Linked DNA regions of Anas platyrhynchos: region 2 is linked to region 1. Evidence: chromatin contacts called from public Hi-C data. All regions are on one chromosome and are shown on one strand. The core of a region is the stretch at or near the end of the contact, and the rest is flanking DNA. Distances in the headings are between cores, read along the strand shown.

Region 1 (4,105 bases), core at 719-3,218:
TCCTCCCTAGAATTGGTGACCACTTTCTGAGAGCACACCAGGCACAATTAACTGGACAGTCTGCACCTAGGTTAGTCAGATGCAATAAAATATTTTCATTTTTCCTTTCTTTCTTTATATATTCCTTGGAGGAAGTATCCAGGTTTCCATCACTTTTAAAGGAAACCCACGAAACAAAACCGGGCTTTTCTGAAAAACCAAAAATGATCTCTGAAAACAAAGAGGATTCTTTATTCGGCAGGACAATCAAGTCCTGCTTTGCATCAATATATGAGTCCATTACATCATCATTACATTGCACAATCACCAAGAAAATTGAGCTTCCAGATATCTGGCATACACAGACAACAATCTGGGTATTTCCTCACCGTGTGCAAGAGACAAAAGTTAAATGATCAAAATTTCAGAGGTTTTACCCCCAAAACTGTCTCATGTACTGCAGCTAGAAGAACTGAAGGCGTCATTCTCCTCTGAAAGAGCTTCATCTCAGAGTTAAGTTACCTGTGGATACCACCACTACAGACAGCAGTTTAGTTACTGGAAATAAAGTGTATTTTGTGTAAACTAGACGGGCTGACTCTCAAATAGATATATAAATAGATAGATATAAACATATATGTTTATATATATAAATAGCTATAATCCTTATAAATGATATAATCCTTATATTATAATCCTTATAGATTAGCTAATAAAAATGCCTACAGAAAACACCAGAATTAAAAAAATAGACAGAAAAGTTGGAAAGACAAAGCTGTAAAAACATTCAAAATACATTAATACGAGGAAACCACCAACACAAGATATTTAAAATTATGTTTCCAGGAAAAAAAATCTCAAAGTTTCATTCTTTTCTTACGCTTAAGAACAGAAGAGAGCATCTCACTCAGCTTCCCCCCCACCCTCTATCGTGGGATACAAGTTTCATGTTTTCGTCTAGATAATTACTACTTTAATCTTTCTGAATATTCTCACCCATTTCCAGCTGAAATTGATTCATTTATTAACTTAAGATGGAAGGATTTGGGCTTCGAGTCATTAAGTATTTCAGAAATATAGGCTAGCCTATCTATAATTAGCGTTCCTGATGATTTAAGCACGGTCTGATGATTACTAAATTCATCATCTTTAAATAAACACTTCTGACTCAGCAACAGTAGAATAGAGACATTTTCATCAACTAATTTAGCTTAAGACTTTTTGGCAGGCAAGAATAGGAAAAGAACTGATAGCTTTTTATATAAGATCAGCGAAGGCAGGAATAGGCACGCAAGTATGTTAGTTAGCAAGGAACAGGGAAAATATTATCATGGAAAGGAATCCAGAATCATCGCAGACAATTGTTCCCAAACGCCGATGTTTTGCATTTTAAAGTGAGTAATCAGCAGGCAGACACTACACAGACAAAAAAAAAAGTCCTTATCTAAATATTCAGGTAAGGGATCTACCCCTTTTTTTATTATGATTAAATGCCAACATGCCTTAGAAGTCAAGTTGGATCTTGTAGAAGGTAACACAATGTACAATGGAAAATACTTATTTTGGTACTTAGTGGTCAAAGAGGATGAGGCTAATGACTCCTGAATTAAAGATTTAATCCTATAATGGAACCACAGTGCTCAGTTGCTGCGGATGAGCAGGATTCATCTCAGCAAGTCACCTGCTAAGTCAGGAAACAATATAAAATTTAAAGTGCCGTGTATCCATGTGGGAAGAATGGGTAGAACAAAGGCTCAAAGGGCACGTACCCAGGAAGGTCCTCAGCAAATAGCCAAAAAAATCAGTTCAGTAGTTCCGAACTGGGACGTTCCCACACCTCTCAGAGATCCATCCCATATAAAGGCCAGATGGAGAACTCCACAAGACAGCTGAAGCACAAGATCATCTTATTTACAACACACTGTGCCTCACAAGGCCAAACACCACGCTTTCTAAACACTCACAGAGAGGTTTTCCCAAGATGTGTGTGAACCTTCCCCTCGGTGTATCGATACCACGCACGCACCCCGATAACTGCAGCAGAAGACGAGCCACTTCGCATATCAAGCCCCAAAGTCTGTTTTGTCTACAGCCTCCTTGGAAACTCGGTTTGCACAACACATTCTTTCCAAGAGACTCCTCCGCTGAAATAAATGTATTTTTTTCTTTTATTAAAGATAAGGCAGCTCACTTTCAGTTTCTAACTTTCAATTCTTTTTTTTCCCGTCTAAAACACAGATGGTCCTTCCATTTCTACACGGCACGCGAACACACGCTGCCACCCTACAAATTTTACCTGGAGGCAGTTCTTCCCCAATTCAGGATCCCTCTCAGCCTTTGTGTGTCCTATTGATTTCTTTATTCCACACTAAGATATCGGAGACCTTTAGCTCTCTTTTCTAGTGTTACATCAGTCTTCAGCTCCTAGGCTGCATACCATTCCTCAAATAGCACGAGTCATTCACTTTTTGCTTGCTTGTTTTTTACCAGTGCATACACACGAAGCAAACACCATTCCCCACGTTTCTACAGCAGTTTGCCCAAAATAGTCGAGGTTAAAATGTTGCTTTAGTGCCTATCTTAAGCTTCTCCAGAGGACTCTGCTTTAAAAAGGACTTTTTGAAGGTGACAAGTGCACCTGCACCAGGTAGGAGGATATAGCAGCCTACAACAACAACCTATTTACACGGTCCCTGTGACATTTTCGAACAGCCTTGCAGCAAAACATGCGAGGCTCCACGCAGCACAACAGCGTCCAACATTTTTTCACGGTACCTTTCCACTTTTCCTGGTTTTTGTCTGACGTTGCTATTTCCTCCAGCCAAATAGGTGGCTGAGCGAATTCACCAGAGCAAAACATTTGAGGAGCTGTCAACTTGTGTGAGATGAAACAATATTGCTACGAATAGTTTAAGGACTTAGGCCTTATGAATAGTCTTTTGTTCAGATCAAGCTTTCGATGCCGTTAGGGTGCTACTTAGTACAGGTTGGATGCGATTTGCAACCTGCGCTACATCAGCATAGAAGACTAGCCCAGAAACTGCAGGCACTGCATGCTGCTCCTGGCTGATTTCTGTATTTTTCCACAGGGTTAAGTGTGCAGAGAGAAGGCTTCAAGGCCAAATCTGGGACCCTGAATTTTGTCTAAGCAATCTTAAAAACGAGTTTAATAATAACAAGCTTTAATAACAACAACCAAGTGACACCATGGTACCAAACAGACCCCATTAACAGTTTGAAAAGCCGCACAGAGGTCTAGCAGGGGAACGATGCTGCCGAACACAGCACGCCCATCTCAAGTGTTATTCTAAACCAGTTTTTAACATATATAATTTATAACTTTGTTTTCCAAATGGTGTCGCCTCTGACTTTCTAAAAGCCACACTATCTGCAAATCCTTGCCTTAAAATCGTTTTCCATTGTTCTACTTGTGTAATATTTAATGCTACCACGTTCTCTCCTCTCTATGCTTTTTATCAGCACAGTCTGGTTGAAAATCAGTCAGTACCTTCTGAAGGGGTCTCAGACATTCAGTCTGAGACTTAAAAGGCGAGAGACACTGAGCATCTCCTCCCAGAGCCGCATCCCTCTGCTAGGAGCTGCTGACTCCAGCAGCTTGACGCCAGCTGCTGACACTCAGAGCCCCGTGCACACACAGGAGGCAGCCCCGTGCCCAAGAAACCAATTAACAACAGTTTAACGAGAAGACAGGCCCGACGGCACTGATCAAGGTACTGCATGGCCAGACATACAGTCCAGCCACCCACTTTCTCCCTTTAAATTCCACAGCTGCTCCTTCCCCCCCAAAAAAATCACCCCGATCCATCCTTTCCCCACCTTCGGTCCACTTCCAGCCTGCACACCCAAAGCCATTCCCCGAGCATTTATCAAAGCCCCGAAAATACCATTTCAAAGCTGAAGGCATTTGGAAAATCATCGTGCTCGCTGCTTGCCTCGAGCTGGTGGCGGCGGTAGATTAGAAAACACAGGCACATCATTTATCAGATCGAGTTGTTGCTCTGAAGTGTCAGGTGCTTGCTCATGTGTAATCCCAATAAGCGTTTTCCAACGGTTATCAGGACACTTAAGCAACACCAAAAGCACCACACAGCTTGTTGACCATATC
Region 2 (4,105 bases), core at 700-3,199, 100 kb after region 1:
TCTCCTTAACACTGTTGTGGGCTTGCTTGTTGTTTTTCCCCCTGTTTGTGACAGCGATAAGTGCTGACAGCCATGAGACAACGTTGCTGAGTCCCTGGTTCCACATTAAGCAGCACAGCCTGAGGAGCAGGAGCTGTGCCCCCCTCCGGATGCTCCTCTTCCCACCCAGGGCCACCTTTTAGCTCATGCAGGCTGGAGATCGACTTTCTGCCCTGGACATTTGCCCAGGTACTTAGCAGAATTCATTATTTTTGCAAGCTTTGGACACCTCCAGCAAGCTCAAAAGTGGTTGTGACACCGAATCTGGGGGAAAAATAAAATAAAAATAAAAGTAGTAAATTCTTTAAGTATTGTAGTGGACACTGGTGCTCAGCAGAAAAGGAAAACTACCAGTGGGCAGTCAGGAGGAGAGCTATAAATGTCATAGTTTGGCCACTAGAATATCAAAGAACCACTCTCTCCTACAACCTTTTTAAGTATATATCATTCACAATTTATTTGGCTTTTCCAGCTATTTTTTTTTATATAGACCTGGTTTGACAGTCACTTTCTTCCTCCTATTTTGGAATGCGTTAGCTTCACAAAAGTTCATTTCTACTCAGAGACCAGATGCATCCTCTAATAACAATTACGTAGCACAGAGCAATAAACCTATTGTTTAGCCCAGTAAATCAGGCTGTTTAATCAAAGAAGGCAGATTGTTATTTCTTCACTGTACATTTGTAATGCTTTGTTTGACTTCTTATATGCTCGGGCATATATACATACGTAGGCAAATATATATGTTTCTGTGCTTCGGGCACAGGAATCTGCAGCACGAGAAGAGCAGAGCCCCCACGTTGGTGAGGGGCTGCTGATCCATCACAGGATTACCCATCCAAGCAAGTCCATGGGGTGCCTGAGTCCCCATCCTGTGGTCCTGAGGTTAAGCAGCTCGAGGTTCAGTGATGCTGCCAAACTGAACACCTTAACAGAAACGCCCCCCAAGATATAAGAAAATATTTCATCTTCATTAAGTGCGTTTCCATAGGTTCACATCTCGCTCCTGTATGGGCGGCTCTTCTTCTTGTAGGCTTCCAGCAGTGGGATTAGCTCAGCTAAGCTTTTTCTTACATAAATCTGCCTGTTGGCAGATAAACCACATTCAGGGGCCGCATCCTGCCAATAACTGCTTGTTTCTGCCCTGAACATCCACCTATCCCTTCAGCAACTTGCCTTCCAACCATGCTTTTGCATGACAGCCTTCATTCTTGCCTCGCAGCTGTCTGTTGCAATTTTATAATATGCTGTGGGAATGGGATGTATCTGGTTCTCTGTCTGGGACTTGGCACTGCAGAAGGTCCCTGCCCTCTCTGTTCTGGCTCCCTGTAATGCTACTGGGCAACAGGCAATTAGCACTTGATGTGCTACCCCTTGAACATGCCCAGATACTTAAATTCTCCCTCTGAAATTTTCATTTGCACCCCCTGTAGCTATTAGATGTGTGGGTGAACTCATATTGGTCCCAAATGGACTGGAAATGCAGAGCTTGGGGTGCACAGCTCTGTTCGCAGTGGGTTTTTATAATTTTTCCAGAAGCCACTCCAGGCCATTTCCCTACCAAATCTGCCAGCCCGTTGCAGTTCACGTGGCATGCCCAGCCATGTGTGTGGGTCATATCAAAAAAAGTCCTATGAGCTCTTTCAAGAGCCAGCACCAAAGCTCCGTTCTGCGTCAGCCTGGCTGTCCTCTGCCCTGGAGATAGGAAGCCTCAGCTCCCGGAGACTGGAAAAGTGTGTCAGGCTACAGCCAAAGAGGAAAGGGCACTAAGAGTCAAGAGGTTCAGGCTTGTTTCCCAGATTTTAAACACTTGTCCTTGTGCAGAACACTTTTTCTCCGCTCCCTCTAGGTCCTTATCAGGAAAACTGGAACAACAGCTTCCTTACTCCCTTCTCCCATCTTCCTTACTCTGAGCACCAGGGTTAATGGGGAAGGAGCTGGGTCTTGCTGGGGATGGGTACAGCACAATCCAGCACTATCAGGTCCCAACAGGGGCAGCAGGGCTGGCAGGACCATGTTCTAAATGCCGAGCCCAAATCCCAGCTAGTCCTTCCTAAAACCTCCAGAGGTTAGAAGCAGACACTGTGTCCTTTGTATCATACTCTCCACTGCATATTTGTGATTAAAGTCCTGCTTTTTCTGATCAATTGGAAGGTGCAGGGATCGCATTCTGCACTGAGAAGCTGTCCTGGGGTCACAAGAGCTGTACAGCCCTGCAACATTAGGATGCTTTGGGATCTCTGGCAAGGACATGGTTCTTATTGGATGAATGTTTCTGGGAGGAGGACGGCTTTCACCTGGCAAGGCAGGACACCAGCAGCAAAGACTGCAGCATTTTGCACCTCTGTTGTGCCCATCGCACTACTGATGTGTTCTCAGTCCCTTAAGGAGAACCTCTTCAGGTTCCCAATTATTTCAGATGTCTGCGATGCCCCTATAAGAAATTACAGTGCAAATATCACCAGGAACTTTTCCTGCCTGGAGCCTTCCATGTTCTTAGCATGTGAGTTTTGTTCCATGCTGGGGAACAGGCCGGTCTCACACCTGGTTTCATATGGAGCTGAAACTCTGCTGTGGGAGGAGAGGAGTTTCTTTTTGCTGAGGTATTTATTGCATATAAATTGCATTTATTGGTATTTATTCCTTGGACCAGGTGTTGAGTGAGTATCTTTGGAGGAAGTAACAGACCTTCACACCACCAGTCTGTGCTGGTGATGGTGGCATCTTGCTCTGAAAGTCATTCATCCCTGTTTGTCCAGCATCTCCACCACTGGTGAGCTGCAAGGTGCAAACATCTGTGAAATTGCCCAGGATGAGCAGCACTTTAAGTCCAGAGAGCCTTTTGGATGTCAAAATTGTAACGTCCCCAGCGAGAAACAAAACCATCCACAATAATGTGCCAGGCAGGGCTGCGGCCAAGTGGATTGAGAGCCGGAGCAGTGGGATTTCAGTGGGCTATTAAAGTGCTGCTGCCAGAAGCCTTTGCTGTGGACTTGCTCACATACCACAGACCTCTGGAGAAGATCATCTGCATAATTACAAGGATCGCAGATCTTGCACTTCCCCTATCAGTGAGCATTTTCCTTTCGGGTACAGTATGTTCCTGCAGATTCCAACGATAAACTGCTCTAATGGTCTTTGCAGTCATCTGATTTAGCTACATAAAAATGTCCTAGCGCGGAGCTGGAAAGGCAGCTCCGCTCCGCACAAATCTGCATGGGAACAGGGTGTGTGCAGCACGTCCCATCCACGGATAAGCTAATCCTTTCTGCAGATAAAACTTGCCAGCAAAACGTAGCCTGAAAAAGTAGTTACCGAGGTTGTTTATTTTTCAAAGGATGGATAAAATTTCAGAGCGATAAAATCACTTCCTAGAAATACTTTCATTCAAATAATTTACTTCCTTTTGAAAGGCTTAATCTTTCCTCTGGTGCATTATTTATTTATTTCTACTCCTAAGCATGGTGAGGGAGGGCAGAGCTGGCCCTGATGTGATCGGGGTGGGGGGGATGTGCAGCTGCAGGCGTGTGTTTTGTGATGGGGCAGCACGTGCCACGCCAGCTGCAGCTAACGTGCATGGGGGGGGACGGCCAGCGCCCCATCGGCCCTCCAGTAAATGTCTCATTGTGCTGCTAAATGTCTCATTGTGCTAATTCACAGGAGCCCTGCGGACCACGACAATGAAAATTGTTGTTTCACACCGCTGGTGGGGCTGCCTGCGCCCCTGCCTTGGTACTTGGGGCGTGCTGGTGGGCTACACCTTGCAGGAAGGGAGCCTGCAGGAAATATGGAGAGGACACCGTGTACACGTGGTGGCTGTCTCAAAGTTTTGGGCTCAGAGACTGGATCCTCCCACTTCTGAGCTAAGGATGTATTTCTCAGTGAAGGCTTGAGCTTCTTTGATTAATCGCATGGAACTTCAGGCAAAACACCAAATAGCGCAAGATTTTCTATAAAGCCACAAAAAGCTGGCAGCGCCGGAGAAGTGGTGAAAAAATGAATTGTTTTTTCAAAGTCGCATAATTATTTTAGGAAGGCCGGGAGCCAAAGCCTGGAAAACTCTACA

What was found. A called contact is a pair of places that touch in the nucleus more often than the background predicts.
Region 2: a Hi-C map of F5 follicle shows a contact between it and region 1, with 4 times the contacts expected there. The contact joins two enhancer-like sites. A contact is called at or near these places in 2 of 8 Hi-C or Micro-C datasets (F5 follicle and small yellow follicle).

What each region holds. Positions count from the first base shown.
Region 1 is chr1:176,882,948-176,887,052 of IASCAAS_PekinDuck_T2T, forward strand. All of the region lies in intron 2 of TSC22D1 (TSC22 domain family member 1), which reads right to left. Among named protein-coding and RNA genes, the nearest start is that of TSC22D1, 50 kb to the right of the region's middle. Within about 2 kb of position 1,969, at least 4 of the 8 cell types and tissues checked have an H3K27ac peak or open chromatin away from gene starts, as enhancers often do. A contact at or near this core is called in F5 follicle and small yellow follicle, where this site is marked.
Region 2 is chr1:176,986,857-176,990,961 of IASCAAS_PekinDuck_T2T, forward strand. The region is part of intron 2 of LOC101799766 (a long non-coding RNA gene); the gene reads right to left. Among named protein-coding and RNA genes, the nearest start is that of TSC22D1, 54 kb to the left of the region's middle. Within about 2 kb of position 1,950, at least 3 of the 8 cell types and tissues checked have an H3K27ac peak or open chromatin away from gene starts, as enhancers often do. A contact at or near this core is called in F5 follicle and small yellow follicle, where this site is marked.